Linked DNA regions of Mus musculus: all the other regions are linked to region 1. A link is a contact called in public HiChIP or PLAC-seq and promoter capture Hi-C data. All regions are on one chromosome and are shown on one strand. Each heading gives the region's core, a stretch centred on a gene start, on an enhancer-like site or on the middle of the called end of the contact. The rest is flanking DNA. Distances are from core to core; before and after follow the strand shown. Region 1 holds the start of Aldoa (aldolase A, fructose-bisphosphate). Region 2 holds the start of Cd19 (CD19 antigen). Region 3 has its middle 28 kb from the start of Spn.

Evidence for each region. HiChIP or PLAC-seq counts read pairs in DNA pulled down with a chosen protein or histone mark. Capture Hi-C pulls out chosen DNA fragments and counts their contacts.
Region 2: a contact with region 1 is called in a promoter capture Hi-C map of adipose tissue. The contact joins the promoter of Cd19 here to the promoter of Aldoa in region 1. A contact is called at or near these places in 2 of 39 promoter capture datasets (the HPC-7 cell line and embryonic stem cells), 3 of 484 Hi-C or Micro-C datasets (B cells and embryonic stem cells), 1 of 115 datasets of contacts at active chromatin or transcription factors (pro-B cells) and 2 of 9 other capture datasets (adipose tissue and liver).
Region 3: a contact with region 1 is called in an H3K4me3 HiChIP or PLAC-seq map of bone marrow-derived macrophages, with 4 times the contacts expected there. The contact joins the enhancer-like site here to the promoter of Aldoa in region 1. A contact is called at or near these places in 5 of 39 promoter capture datasets (the C10 cell line, the HPC-7 cell line, cranial neural crest and 2 more), 15 of 115 datasets of contacts at active chromatin or transcription factors (the 230-238 cell line, bone marrow-derived macrophages, craniofacial prominence and 9 more) and 2 of 9 other capture datasets (embryonic stem cells and liver).

What each region holds. Positions count from the first base shown.
Region 1 is chr7:126,796,156-126,801,321 of GRCm38.p6, forward strand. Aldoa (aldolase A, fructose-bisphosphate) reads right to left here and starts at 3,099. Exons shown (of 9, transcript NM_007438.4): 1 at 2,890-3,099; 2 at 1,489-1,621; 3 at 1,182-1,393; 4 at 699-753; 5 at 440-600; 6 at 62-145. The coding sequence starts at 1,600.
Region 2 is chr7:126,412,550-126,417,715 of GRCm38.p6, forward strand. Cd19 (CD19 antigen) reads right to left here and starts at 2,321. Exons shown (of 15, transcript NM_009844.2): 1 at 2,200-2,321; 2 at 1,712-1,978; 3 at 1,242-1,436; 4 at 842-1,120. The coding sequence starts at 2,287.
Region 3 is chr7:127,162,955-127,168,120 of GRCm38.p6, forward strand. No RefSeq gene overlaps it. Among named protein-coding and RNA genes, the nearest start is that of Spn, 28 kb to the left of the region's middle. Within about 2 kb of position 2,812, at least 24 of the 459 cell types and tissues checked have an H3K27ac peak or open chromatin away from gene starts, as enhancers often do. A contact at or near this core is called in the HPC-7 cell line and bone marrow-derived macrophages, where this site is marked.

The DNA.
Region 1 (5,166 bases), core at 1,849-4,348:
GGATTACCTCAGCGGGGCCCAGCCCACCACATTATCCTAACCAAGCAGATGGGCAACCTACCTTCTCAGTAACATACTGGCAGCGCTTCAAGTCATGGTCCCCATCAGGGAGAATTTCAGGCTCCACAATGGGTACAATGCCATTCTGTGGGAGGGACAGGGTAATGAGGCAAGGCCTCCTGACTAGGAGCCTCCTCACCATTAACTTGATGACAGAGACCCAGGCTTCAAAGGCCTCAGCAGATTACAGGGGACAAGCAATCCTATCAATCTGCCTGTACACCTGTTGCCACCTCTACATTGCAGAGGGCCTCCACTCAAGAGCCTGACGCACAGCGGGTATTGAGAGCAGCTGCTCTGAGGGAGGCAGATATCCTGGCAGATAGACAGAAAGCTAGCCCACACTGCATCAATGTGTTAGGAAGTAGTCCAATCCCACCTGCTGGCAGATGCTGGCATAACGGGCCAGAACATTGGCATTTTCCATGATGGCCAGGGCCGAGGGAGTATGTTCCCCAATCTTTAGCACACAGCGCCACTTGGCAAAGTCGGCTCCATCCTTCTTATACTGGGCACAGCGTTCAGACAGCCCATCCAGCCCTGAAGGGGAAGAATAAAGAGAAGGCTTTTGATCAGACTCACTCTGGAACTCTGATGAGCTGGTGGAGAAGGGAAGGAGGCAGGCAGATCATTCTTACCCTGGGTAGTTGTCTCGCCATTGGTTCCTGCCAGGGGCACCACACCCTTATCTACCTGCCAGGGAGGAGACCAGCAGTCAGCTTTATGGCCCCTGTCTCCTCTACCCAGCCCAAACTTCACCTTTCACTGTAGCCTCTCATGGCTTGCAAATATTTATGAGAAAAGATGTGTATTATTTGAGAGAAATGTTAACTGGACTAGAGGGACCTGGTGCTACTGCACACTGAGAAAACCTTTTCACTTCTTCACCATGAAATCACCTTCTTGTATCACAGGGAAACCATTAAGTTGGCAACAGAGCGCTTGCCTAACATGCACAAGGACCTAAGTTCACCCCAAACACTGACAAAAAATTATGCTGAATACATCCACACCTGAGTCTCTAGGCCTGCTAGCCCAATATTCACCCCCTCCCTACCTATTAATCCCTTTCTCCAGATCCACCTCTAATCTTACCCCCCCCCCAGAGTCTGCCCTCTTACCTTAATGCCCACAACACCACCCTTGGACTTGATAACTTGGGGGAAGGGACGTCCATCATCTGCCTTCTGGTACAGTGTCTCGTGGAAGAGGATCACCCCCCCAATGCAGGGATTCACACGGTCGTCTGCAGTCAGCAGCAGCTGGCGGTAGAAGCGCCTGTTCTCCTCGGTGTTCTCGGTGCCAATGGACTGCAGGCGCTTGGCAATGCTTCCTGAAGGGAGGAGGGTCATGTGGGGAGATAAGGGGATCAGCCTGCTAGCTCCAACCTTGGGTCCCTCCTCCCCCTTTCTTCTGCCTGTACCGCACCGGTGGACTCATCTGCAGCCAGGATGCCCTTGCCCGGAGCCACAATGCGGTGAGCGATGTCAGACAGCTCCTTCTTCTGCTCCGGGGTCAGTGCTGGGTATGGGTGGGGCATGGTGCCGGTGGCAGTGCTTTCCTGGGTGAGGGAGGCAGACAGAGACCAGCGCTTAGTTGGACCATCCCATGGTCTCCCCGGTAACAAAGCTTCCCTGGAGGCCAGGGCACTAGCCCCCACCTCCCCTGCCCCACTCCCTGAGGGTCCTGGGATACTTCCTGTCCCAGAGCTCTCCCCTACTCCCGACTTCCCTATACTAGACCTGCCTCTTCCTGTACCTTTCCTAACTCTGTCTGTTGCTGGGTGTTGCCCAGCTCAGAGTGGGGTTGCTCACTGGCAACTGGGGGAAAGGAAAAAGCCAGAGCCAGGGACAGGCGGGTCATGTTGAAGCTGGACCCATCTGGCCTGCGCGTTGCCATGGGTCACCTTGCCTAGAAACAAAATTGAACCGGGAATATTTTAGAATTTAAGGATCACGAATAGGGCAGAGAGCCTAATACCCTCATCTGAAAGAGCCCAAGAAAGAAATGATCTGTGCTCAAAGCCACATAGCAACCCAAAGGCGAGAGTTAAGAGAGAACCAAGATTTCCCGACTGAGGTGGGGGGGCCCCTTCTAATCCACCCAGGGCCGGCCCAGGCTTCAAGGACACCCCAAGGTCAGGCTTCTCTCTTCGTGATGGTTGCGGGGGAGGAGCTCGAGGAAAAGGATTAATTATTAGGAAAAACACAGGGCCATCAGAAGCACAGAAAAGGGGCTATGGAGCCCAGGTAGAACGAAACCTTTGCCTCCATACTGTTAGAAGGGGAGGGAAAGGATGTACGAGGCACGTGCACTTCTACGCTACAGCGGTTCCAGACTCAGAATCAAGGTCACAGATAAGGAAAGATAGTAAAGTGTTAATGGGCAACAGAGTACTGCAGCTGAGGAGTTTAGCCTTCTCTCCTGGGGCTCCCCCGAAAGGAAACCAATTTCCTCCACCCCATCGCGTAAATCCTGAGACGGTGTAAGAGCCGATCGCCCCCGTCTCCCCATCGCTTCTTGAGATCTCTTGAATAGGAAATGGGACCCTGATGCTTTGCATAGCGGAGAGTTTTTGCAAAAATAAAGAGGGGTCTGTTTTTCCACCTCATCTTGCTTCCTCCCCCGGCATGACTCAGCGCGCTGAGTTGCTGCGTGGCGCAGCGAACCGCCAGGGCGCAGGCCGGAGAACCCGGGCTGGGGGCAAGCGTGGGGGTAGAAAAAGGAGAAGTGAGGGGCCGTGGGGAAGACGGCTCTGCACTGCCCGCCACCGGCCCAAGATCCTAACCCCATAGACCCTTCCCCGAGCACGTGTCAAATGGCGCTCACCTGGCACAGGACGGGGTGGGTCTGCCTGGTACGCCGGTGGGTAGGCGAAAGGACTAAGGAGCGAACGCGGCTAGGGTCACCAGAACCTCGTTCTGCTGCGCGTTCCAAGAGAACGCAGCCTATTCAGCTGGGTTGGGGGGGACGGGAGGCGGGGCCCCGGACATTTAAAGGCGCCGCTCCGCCCTCTGCAGGTTTTTTCCCTTGCAGGGACGGGAACCGTCCAATTGAAGGTGGGCACTGTGCGCAGCACCGCCCCAAGATGCTCCGATAGGAGGCGGCACTGGGGAGGAGACAAGCGGCTAGAACACGATCCCTCCTCCGCCCCGCTAGGACGTGACTCGAGCCACATCCCGCAGGTCACCAGGCCCCCCCCCCCAACACCCCCCCCCCCAACCCCTGCCTGGCGCGCGCGCGAACATCGTGACTCAGCCGGAATGTGGGTTGGCGAAGAGTAGGGAGGGGGTCAGAGTGAGATGGTGGCTGGCCTCTCCTCCAAGACCCCTGGCTTCCGGCTGTGTAGTTGCAGCCTGACGTCACTGCTAAGAACGCAGAGCTTCGGAGCCTCCCTGCCTGCCTGCTTCGTCGCTTGACTAAAATGCAGGGCGCGTTCCATCTCTCCCTGGCCAGAGCACGGCGCAGCTGACATGGTACGCAGGCAAAACCTCCCAGAACTAGTGTGCCGGCCACATCGGAACTGAGTGGCGTATCCAGGCCTGGCGTTGCCTAGCAGATTGGCGGGAGGCACCACCCGCGAGCTAAACACACCCAGTTTGAGGAAATGACCGACAAGGACTGGCCCAAGCCAGACAGGTCTTTCCCGAACCTGATTTCCTTCTCCAAAATAAAAAAATCCGTCTCGGAGCTCTCTTGTCACCCTGTAACTCTCAGAGCACTCAGTTTCCTCAGGTCCCAATCCGCAACCCCCATTCCCATCCTGCAATCCGGATAGCGGCCCACCTGTGGCGCAGTGACAGAAGCCGCAGAGCCCGGTCAGCAGAGAGTGAGCCCGGCAGTCCAGGGCTGGGTTTTAAGGCAGCTCCTACTCCCCACCCCTCCCCTACACACCCCCGCACCAGTGTCCCAGACCTTCTCGGTAACCCCTGCCCTTTCCCCACCACGAATCCCGCGGCCGGGACCTATATTTAGGGAAACCTGAGGCTCCTGACATTCATCCCTGCGTGGGGGGTGAAGAAGAGGCAGCTTTGGTTTGCCTTGAGAGGAGGAGGTGCCACTGCTCACTCACCGGTCTTTAGAGGAACCTCTTCCTTGGAAATACAGTGAAATTAGTCAAGAAATCAGTCTCAGGTCCAGGATCTGTAAGGCAGAACAAGAAGGGAAAACATCTAGATATTGCCTCCCACTGCCTCCTCTGGTTCCCTCCTCCCTTGACTCTGGTGCCTGCTGGTGGTTGTACTTTTTTTTTTTTTCCAAAGGAGAGCAGATGCAGGCAGGATACTCACCTCTTAAAATAACCAGGAGTCTAAAGGCAGGGTGTGGCTGGCCATCCCTTTATCCTGATAGTCCAGGTTGGCAGAAACCTCCCACACTGTTGCCTGGGTGAGCAATGTCCTGCATCCTCACCCTCACATACAATAGTTTATCAGGGAAGGGAGAGGAAGAAAGGCAGGGGCACTGGCCAGAGCATCAGGCCCTTTTCAGCGGTCCAAGGGCTCTCAGAATCCTGCCTTTCAGAGAACTCAAGGTTCCCAGGTAATTAGGCTGGGCCTGCCATCCATAGCTCCAGTGCAGTAGCTCCAGTAATGATGTCCTGAGGATCATAGAGGGGGCCCTGGGGACTGGCCACTCCCCAAAGAACAACGTCCCCAGCCCCATCTTTCATCTGAGCTTGATCTCGAAACAGAGGCAGTTGAGGCTCTGGCAGTCTGGGAGCTGGCAGGCACAGGCACAGTCACACAGTGGGCAGCAGCCAGGGCATCGAGGGGCCCAACCCTAAAGGAGAAGAGAGAGGTGGGTAAGCAGAGGGGCTGAGGAGCACCCACCCACCAGCCCAGTGGGACGGAGAGACAAAGCACTGGAAAGGAAGCACCCTCCATGCTGAACAGCAGCAGTGATAAAGTATCTGTCCCACTGGGTCCTGTGTGTGTGCGCGCGCGCGTGCGCGCGCGCGCGCGTGTGTGTATGCGCACATAGTAGGTATACTATACTCTCAAAGCCCTATGCAACCTAGAGGAAGTCAGGACCAGAAACATGTTTCAATCCTCATGAAGATAATTTCTGGGCTTTGGACTTTCTTGCTGGCATGAAACCAAACTATAA
Region 2 (5,166 bases), core at 1,071-3,570, 380 kb before region 1:
GCACTTAACAGTTGTGGTCAGGATAGCATGGTAGCATTGTATTAAGGAGAAGCATAGGCGAGGTGTTGTGGCAAATTTGATGGATGGAGTGAGGAAAAAGAAGATAGTCAAGCTCCTAACTTGGGCAAATGGACCCATGTATATTCTTCTGGGTGCTCCATTTGTGCAAAGCCACCCAAAGAGTATATGTGGGCAAGATGTTCATTTCACTTTATATATCAAGCCTGAAATGTCCCTGAGGCATGAAATGGCCATCCCAGGAGATGACTGGGTATGGGGAGTATAGTGCCCAGGGAAGGTATAAGGCATGGTAACCTAGGAACCACGGGAGTGAAGAATGCCAAACAAGACGAGGGTGTGGATAGGAGCGAGTACAAGGCCCAGGGCTCCATCCAACAGGGAGCGGTGGTGGAGGAAGCAGTCAGCAGAGCGGTGGTGGAGGAAGCAGTCAGCAAAGCTCACAGGAGACCCAGAAAAACGAGTTCTCAGAAGCGATGAACAAAAAGCTGGAGTTAGGATTCAGTGAACAAACTGGAGTCTTGAGACTGGTCCTGGTGCCAGCTCCAAGTCTGGCTTAGTACTTAGTACTTGTACTCACGCCTCAGCCTCCCAAGTTCTAGGGTTACATTTATACACTATCAGTCCTTGTCTGTCTGTCTGTCTGTCTGTCAGTCTGTCTGTCTGCCTTCCTTTCTGTCTGTCTCTACACACAGAGACTTCTAGGGGTGGAAACAGAGCCTCATCCATGCTAAACACACACTCGACCACAGAACCACACCCCTAACTCTTCCAATTCTTCCAGTAGCTCCACACAGAGTCCCAGAATTGGAAGAAACCCTACCTGACCTTGCAATGACCTTCACGTGCCTCTCGATGGTCAGGTTTCCTCGGAGACAATAATAGGTGCCTTCATCTAAAGCTGTGGCTTGGGGCAGAAGCAGAAGAGACCCCCAAACCCACATCTCTCTGACCGGGTGCTCTCCCCCAAGGCTTAGGCTCAGTAGTGAAACATTAGGTCTCCTAGGATGCACATGGGTCCAGGAGATGGAGCCTTTGGCCACTGGGACAGGGGGTACCCCACAGGACAGCCAAAGTGTGGAGCCGGGTGCCACAGTGAGATCTAAGGCAGGGAGAGAAGAGGTAAGGAAAATACAATCATCTCCCCCAACCCCCGAGTTCCCAGCACCCTCCCTATCCTTGAGCCCCCACTTCCCAGCATCCACACAGCACTGTCCCCTTACCTTGGTTGATTAGACTCTGATTCAAACTGCTCCCCCGAGGGGCACATACAGGCTTTGTTCCCCAGACCTTAGGATGGTCTTTAGCCCACACATACAGCTGGGAACCAGAAGTGGACCTGTGGCTCCCAGAGGACCTGTTCCTTAGGTCACAGTCCAGGTCCCTGACGTCTGAAGCATTCCACCGGAACATCTCCCCTGGGAAGAGACCCCAGACTAGATACAGACCAGGAGAAGGGGGAGATACAAAGGCTGGGAAGAGCAGAGCCAGAGATACAGGGAGAAAGCAACTATGACTAACAGACAAGCGAGACAGAGATACGGAGTAGCTCAGAGCAGTTACCAAACCATAGGAAGTAGGTGCCTAGAACTAATTCCTTCTTCGCCGCTGCAGCCCTGCCAGACCAAAGAACTTCCTCTGTCCATGGAGAGCTCCTCTTTACCTCCACAACCCAGCCCCACCAGGCACTCACCACTATCCTCCACGTTCACTGTCCAGGCAGGCTGCCAGATGTCCTTGAAAGGGGGCCTCTTCTGGCACAGGTAGAAGCCCCCCATATGGTCTGAGACATTGACAATCACTAGCAAGATGCCCAGGGACCCCACGTGCAATCCCAGGCCAGGGGACCCGGGGCTCAGCTCCAGGAAGGGTGTTGACTGGTTACCTCGATACCAAGCCAGCTTCTCAGAAGAGACAGGTGAGGAGTCCGGGAGGCATGGCAGCACAACATTGCCTCCCTCTGTGGGGAGAGGAAAAGGGGAGCCCCAGCCCCTCTTCCCTCCTCATAAATCAAAGGACCCCAGAAGTCCACCATATGGAAGCTCTAAGGGTCTTTCTGACTCCTCCCAGTTTACAAGTAAGAAAATGGAGGCTCCAAGAAGGCCAGTTACTCAACTCAGAACCCAGACTTTCAACCCTAGCTCCTTCCCCCCAGACGTACAGACAGATAGATAGACATACCTTCTACCTCCACCAGTAAGGACTTCTGGGGCCTGCCTCCTACTAAGGTAAGAAAGAGGAGGAAGGAGACAGGGAGAGGAGATGGCATGGTAGCCAGGCTCCCTGGGGCACCCGGCTTCTGCGTGGCTGCGCAGAGGATGCTGGGGCGAGCAGGAGCCTAGTGGGCAATGAACCATGGGTGTCTGTGAGGGTGGTGGCAGTCCCCGTATAGAGGAAAGGGGTGGTCACACCTTAGGTTAGGCCTCCATTTGCAGGCACTCTTCCAAATCCACAACACTTGTCCCCCTCCCTGTCACCCAGCACTTAGCCCAAGTGTGTGACCTTCTATATGGTTTGGCATGGGAGTTCCTCCGGGTAAGGCTAACATCTTCACTACTGCACACACAGAGCTTTCCACATAGTGGCACCTGTTAAATATTTTTCAGATGAGTGGGTGCAGGCTTAAGTTAGGGTTTTCTTTCTCCTCCTCTCTCCAGGCTCCAGGCTCTGACCTTATTTTACACCTCTGTTTCCCAGCTGGTGAAGTTAAAGGCATATGCCACAATGTCTGGCATCCGCTTTTTTTCCTCTATCATCTGGGGATAGCATTAGGATTTTTATATTGGGTCTGGTGATCCAGGCTTATAATTCCAGTTACTGGAGAGGATCACAAAAGTCAAGGCCAGCTTGGACTGCAGAGTGAGTTCAAAGCCACTCTAAAGTACTCAGGGAGACCTTATCTGAAAATTAAAAAATACTTTTTTAAAAAGTTGAGGACATAGTTCAGTGCCAAAGTATATACAAGACCCTAGATTTAATCCCTCCTACCACACAGACATAGACGCAGACAGACAGACAGACACACACACACACACAGACACACACACACAAACACACACACATTTTAGGTTTCATTCTAGCTTAGACTATATAGCAAGACCTCCCCCTCAAAAAAGAAAGAGCCAAACAGGCAGAGTGGCACACACCTTTAATCCCAGCAACTGGGAGGCAGCAACAAGTGGATCGCTGTAAGTTTCAGGCCAGCCATGGCTACATAGTGAGAATCTGTCTCAATCCCACCCTACCCTCCACCCCCCAAAGAAAGGGACTGTGAGCTGGGTAGATAATGTAGCCCAGTGGTAGTACACTTGCCTACCATATACAATTCCCTGAGTTGTAGCACAAGAAAAAAGTGTGTGATGTGTATGGGGTGTGTGTGTGTGTGTGTGTGTGTGTGTGTGTGTGTATGTGGTCTCTTTGTGGTGTGTGAGTGTGTGTGTGGTCTCTGTGTGTATAATATTTTATGTAGTGTATGTGTGTGTATGTGGTATGTGTATATGTAGTTTGTATGTAGTAATGTGTGTATGTGGTTTGTGTATGTAGTATGTATGTGTGATGTGTCTGTGTGTGTATGTGGTGTGTGTATGTGTGTTGTGTGTGTGTGTATATGTAGTTTGTATGTAGTATTGTGTGTATGTGGTTTGTGTGTGTATGTGGTGTGTGTGTGTGTTGTGTGGCTTTTTTGGCCTAGTTTACAGTTCAGTTTCTGAGAGTCATCATCAGTTTATGGCTGAGAGTGGCGCCCAGTCATAAACCATGGTTAAATTTCCTCATCTCTAAGCAGGTTAGTAAGAGAGCAGACCAGAAACTGTGCTGGGGACATGGCAATCAGAGCTGGGAGGGGGCTAGACAGTGGATGGGGAGCAAGAGCCGTGTGCTTTGCAGTGGTCTTTCAAAATGGCTTCTTATTAGGATCCCTTTGTTCTCCAGGTAATCCCTGCTTCAGAAATGGAGGAGACGCATAGACATTGGGTTCAGGCTTCAAGACTGGAAGAGCATTGTCTAAAGTCACACAGAGGTGGTACAGTGTGTATGCACGCGTGTGTGTGCCTGTGTGTGTGTGTACCTGTGTGAGTGTTATGTGTGTCTGTGTCTGTGTGTGCCTGTGTGTATGTGGTGTGTATGTGTATCTGTGTATCTGTGTCTGTGTGCCTGAGTGTGTGCGCATATCTTTCACTGATGACAGCACTCAGAGGAAAGACTAGAGACCCAAGAGACCTGCTTTCTCAGTTGAGTCCCAGGCCTATCTCTACTGGGCTGTGACTTCCTGTTTGCCACAGGCAAACCTCAGGGGACACCACAGGTGGTGGGCCCTCACTTCCCTTGATTGAGCTGAGGGGCCAAGGGGAAAGAAGAAAGCTCGGGAAGAAGAGACATCTAACAGTGGGCAGACCCCACTTGCTTAACACTCAGCAGTACATCTTCCCACAAAGGATTTCCATCCACCTAAAACAAACAAACAAACAAACAAACAAACAAACAAACAAACAAGAAAACCCTCCAGTCTACGTCTGGAGTTAATGACGCCGCTCTCCATTCATTCCTCCATCTCTAGTCTTCCTTTATCTTATTCAACTTACTGAGCATCTCCCCAGCACAGGCCCTTGTCCGCAACACTTTTCCACTTGGCTAGCTCCTTTCATCGCTTAGCTCTAGGTTTAAATGGTACTTCCTCAGAAGGGCCTGCCCAGAGCTGCCGGTACTTCCCACCCTTGTTTTCTTTCCTTTCTAGCTTTTGCTTCGGTTTTAAATTACACTTGTTGGGAGTTAAGCTCCTTATTCACATCTGGAGTAAGAACGCAGACTGCCCTCTCCTTCTGCCCTCTCCTTGTCCTATGTCACTGGCAATAGAACCCAGGACCTTATGTGAGCTCTATCTAGGAGAGAGGATTCACAGCCCTAGGCTGTTCATGCTAACAGAGATCTTTTTGTCCCTAGGTGTGCCCCGGTTTAGAAAAGATTTAATACGTATTTATTGACTGGAGAAAGAAAAAAAGTTGGGAAGAGTAAAGAAAACCTTTCCCTGAGGTGGAGCCATAGCTTGTCTTCAAGCCTGAGGACCTGAATCCAGTCCCCAGAGTCTTGTGTAAAAATGTCAGGCATGATCTGGGGAGATGGTGTGGTGGGTAAAGGGCTCAGGCATGGTCT
Region 3 (5,166 bases), core at 1,562-4,061, 370 kb after region 1:
AGACAGGGTAGTTTTGACTATCTTGGAGCTTACTATGTAAATCAGAACTGGCCTCAAACTCACAGAGATCCACCTGCCTCTACATCCAAGTGCTGGGATTAAAGGTGTGTGCCACCACGCCCCCAGTTCATTCTTAATTCAACTTAATTGTGTGTGCACCAGCAATGCTGGTGGTGACGCACAGTGCCGTGTGCAGGGCATTGGAGAATGCTGTGTGGTGAGCTCTCTCCTCCTTTAGGTCTTGATGCTCCAGCCCAGGTCCTCAGACTGACAGCAGGAGCTTTTTTTTTTTTAACCTCCTAGGCCAGCCTAGAAGGTTCCAGGAGCAAATGTCAAGTCTTCTAACATCCAAAAAAACAAAACAAAACCAAAAACCTAAGGGGAAGGGATTCCGAATCCATTCAGTGAGATCAGCATCACCCCGATACCCAAACCAGACAATGATGCACAAAAAGGTTCATTCCCGATGGACCACACTCCAGACCAGGTGGGATTTGCCCAAGGATGAAGTGGCTTCCACAAATCAACAAATGAGAAACAGCACAGTAACTACTTGAAGAACAATAATATGGTCACTTCAAAAGACCGTACTCATGAGGGACACTAAGAGGTTTTCTAGTCCCACACCCTCCTTGTAGCTTCCCCCTCCTGCCCGGAGTCAAGGCTAGGCCAAGTTTCATTCTCCACCCACAGGAGCATTCTTGAGTAAAAATTTCTGACTGATAGTTACCTGACCCTCTGGAAAGTCCCAGGTAGAGTTCAAATGTGTGTCATGCTTGCTAGCCAATAGACTGAAAGGTCAATACACTTGGCCAATAAGTTTGAACTGTAACGTTGCTGATGTAACCTGTGCCCCTAAAAAGTATACAAACTGCTTGTAATAGCCATTCTCGGTCGCCTTCTTAGTAACTCACCTTGAGGGGCTAATTGAAGGTCGACCCGACATGCCAAGGAAATAAACCTCTTGCTTTCACATCGATCTGCATCTCTGTGTCTCACACAGGGGCATCTCGAAGTAAGGACCACTGACTGAAGGTCGGGGTCGAGGTCTTACACTCAGATAAAAGAGAACCGTGTGAAGAAGGTCTGGTTCTTTGACACAGTAAACGCCACACAAGTCAAACCCACAGCTAGCTTCAAAAATGAGGACAAGAGGAGAGGAGAGCTCGGAGCTCTGGCATAAGAAGTTGCCAACTCCACCACCTTAACTCAGCATAGCACTGGGTGTTCTAGCCAGACCAGTTAGGCAAGAGAAAAAAAAAGGGGGCACCCCATAGGGAAAGAGGAAGTATATTTTGCTTGCAAATGGCTGTCTCTAGAAAAACCAAAAAGACTCCACCAAAAATGTTAGGATTGGTAAATGAATGGCATCATGTAGCAGGCGCTAAGTCAGCATGAACAAGCCAGTGACATGTCTCCACTCCAACTGCAAGCTGCAGGAGAAAGTGAGAAACAACCCCAGCAGCTGCGTCCCTGTGCACATGCTAGCATGCAGGGAGTGTTAAAGCTGAAAATTTCTAAGAGAAAGACCAAATCGACAACTGACCTATTAAAGCAAGCTTTATGTAATACTGGCTAGGACAATGGACCCTGGCCAGATCCATACCCAGGATCCATGAAGATTGGCCCCCAATTAGGTCAGACGGGTGCCTACAAAGGTCAAACCCACAGGCTCTGGTACTTTCTGCTTCCATACATCCTGATGTACTACTTCCTGCCCATGTGTCTTCTGCCTACTGGCGATCAAGGTCTTCCTGTGCAGCATGGGCAACCAAGCTTGTGTACTGAAGGGAAAACACAGGCCTTGTTATCTGACGTGAACAGCAGCCCAGGGAGTTACCTGTCCTTGGGCAAATGGGATTAGCCTTTACAGTCCCCATGTGCAATGTTTAGAACAAAGAAAGTGAAAAAATATATATATAGGGTATGGTGGGATATATTTGTAATCCAGCATTAAGAGACTGAGATAGGAGGATCAAGAGTTTGAGGCCAGCCTGGTAGATTCAGGGAAGCCTGGGTTACAAAGTGAGACAAAAAAAGGGGGGGGGGCAAACTACCCATCAGATAGAAAAGATAGGTAGACCAGATATTCAAACAATAAAACAGTAGAAAACAAGCTAAAGAATGAGAGGCTCTTGTGAGTAGACATTTCTCAAAAGGACGCAGGTATGTGGGCTCATGCAACCAAAGTCACAAAACATCTGGGAGCACTGGTGTTGCTCATAATCTCAGTTCTGGGGAGCTGACTGCAGGGGAGTCCCTGGGGCTCACTCAACAGCCAGGTCCAGGGCCTAGTGAGAGACCCCGTCTAACACAAGGTTGATCTTTGCCTCCACTTACGTGCATATACATACCTGCACACAGACACACACACATATACAAAAAAATAAAACCTTTTAAAATATGGAATTAGAAGCTGGGTGTAATGGTGCATGCCTTCTATCCCAGCAATTCCGGGAGGTAGAGGCAGGAGGATCTCTGTGAGTTTGAGGCCAGCATGGTCTACACAGAAAGTATGTAACACAGAAAAGGATGTAACACAGAAAAACCCTATCTCAAAAAAATAAAGAAACTAGCAAAGAAAACCAGGAGTTAGGTTTGGTGGCTTGTATGTTTAATCCTATCACCCAAGAGGCTGAGGCAGGAAACCCACAGGTTTGAGGCCAGCCTGGGCTATAAATTGAGACCCTGTGCTTCAAAAAGCAAAGCTAACAGCAACAAGAAGTGCTTGAGAGGAGGAGGAGAAGGGAACACTCAGACATTCTTGGTGAGAATGCAAATTAGTATAACCATTATGGAAAACAGTACAAAGGTTCCTCAAAATGCTAGAAACCGGGCTGGGAAGTAGCTCCATGGCAGACAATGTGCATCACATGAGAGGGTTTAATCCCTAGAGAAAAAGAGAAGTATCGTTTGAAAGGTCTTGGGATATCATAACGCTGAAATGATATGAAATGAGAGTCAGGCACAGCGGCACACACCTGCAACCCCAGCACTGGAGAAGAAGGGGGGGGGGCGTTCAAAGCCAGCCTGGCCTAGCTTACATGGAAAGTTCCAGTACAGTCATGAAAGAGCCATCACCTAGGCAATTCTCAGTCACCCCACACTTCCTGGCTTGTCAGGCATGTCCCCAGACTAAGTTATGCAAAGGCTCTGAGAATAGTTCAAAAGAACAACCTTATAAAGTCCCAGATGATAATTACCAACGAAAGGCTACTTCAAAGCTTACACGCGCCATCACTCCAGATTCATGTGAGATACGAGAAACCACGTGTGACATTGTCCAAAACCAAAACCACGAAAAGCAAACAGAACCATTTGATCCAGCAATCCAGCTACTGGGTAAATGGACAGGGAGGGAAGCCTGTGTCCAAGAGCTATCTGCACTGTCACATTGTCACAACTGTCACAGACGAAGGGGTTTGCCTTCTCCAAATGCCTAGCAGCCTTGGGGCCTGGTTAGTTTTGTATCAACTTGACACAGGCTAGAGTTTTCTGGAAAAAGGAACCTCAATTGAGAAAATACCTCCTTTAGACTGTAGGCATATCTGTGACAGGATTTTAGAATTCTCGTATTGCACATGAATCTGGAGTGATGGCGCGTGTAAGCTTTGAAGTAGCCTTTTGTTGGTAATTATCATCTGGGACTTTATAAGGTTGTTCTTTTGAACTATTCTCAGAGCCTTTGCATAACTTAGTCTAGGGGCATGCCTGACAAACCAGGAAGTGTGGAGTGACTGAGAATTGCTTAGGTGGCGGGTCTTTCAAGACAACCGGGAGATCAGATAAGAAGTTTTGGTATGTGGAAATTGACTTGATAAGGTGCCTTTTAGGTAACAATAAAGAGCATCTAGGGAGCTGTCAGTGTTCAGTCCTTGCTAGGCTGATCCCCCTGCTGCAGAGAATTTCATCTCTTTTATTCTGTCCATCCTCCCAGTAGGGCACTTTCTTGATTAAAGATTGTTCTGGAATGGCCCATCCTCCTGTGGGTGGTGCTACCCCTGAACAAGGGAGACTGGGTTCCAGAAGAAAGCAGACTGAGCAAGCTATGCAGAGCAAGCCAGTAAGCAGCAGCCATCTCCCTGCTTCCCCCCACCCCCCAACCTCTACTCCAGTTCCTGCCTTGAGTTCCTGCCCTGACTTCCCTCAGGGTAGACTGCATGAAATGATCCTTTTCCTTCCCACGATGTTTTTAGTCATGCTGTTTATCACAGCAATAGAACAACCAGGATTTGACCCAGCTCTGCCTATTGGCTTGTTGCTGGGCATTTGTCTGTATACTGAGGCTCTTGGAATTCTATTTTCCAGTTGCTAATATTCCACAACAGAAAAACTGATCTATGAAGTTTCTGTTTCTGTAAAATACCACTGCTGTGGTGGTGGTGCGTGTCTGTGATCCCAGCCCTGGAGAGGCAGAGGCAGGTAGATCTCTGTGGGTTTAAAATTGTTCTGGTAAAAAAATAAATAAAATAAAATAAAATTGTCCTGGTCTACATAGCAAGTTCCAGGGTGGGGAGGGCTACATAGTGAGACCCTGTTTCAAACAAAAAATAAACTCACAAAGCATTTTTCCTGGTTGAGTTTGGCATCCAGGGTCCCTGCAGCCAGCCATCATGAGCTGCCCCTGAGCAGGCAGTAAGGGTCTCCATATCAGGACTCAGAGGGCTCAGTGCTCCAGGTCAGAGCCCAGGGCCTTTATTTCACCTTGGGATCCTGTGTAATGCTTGGGGAATGAGGCCAGGGGAGGACGAACCTCGAGCCTCGAGGACAGGCAGCATCCTTTAGGTATCTTTCCCTGGTAGGATCTCCTTCTCAGGGAAGGGAAAGGCAGGGGCCTCTGCTGGCCTGTCAGGGTCAGGGCTGGAAAACCCGTAGGTTCTATGATTTGGGATTTCATCATTTCTTTTTCCCTTAAGTTTCTGGTTGCTTTCACTGATTCTCTCTGTGCATGTGTGTGTGTGTGTGTGTGTGTGTGTGCATCAGATCCCATTATAGATGGTTCTAATTCTGAGCATATGTGCATGAGTGTATGCATGTGTGTATAAGTATGTGTATGTTTTTCTGGTTGCTTAATTAATTCTGTGTGTGTGTGTGTCTTGTACATCTGTGTGTCTGTATGTTTGTATCTCTCTCTCTCTCTCTCTCTCTCTCTCTCTCTCTCTCTCT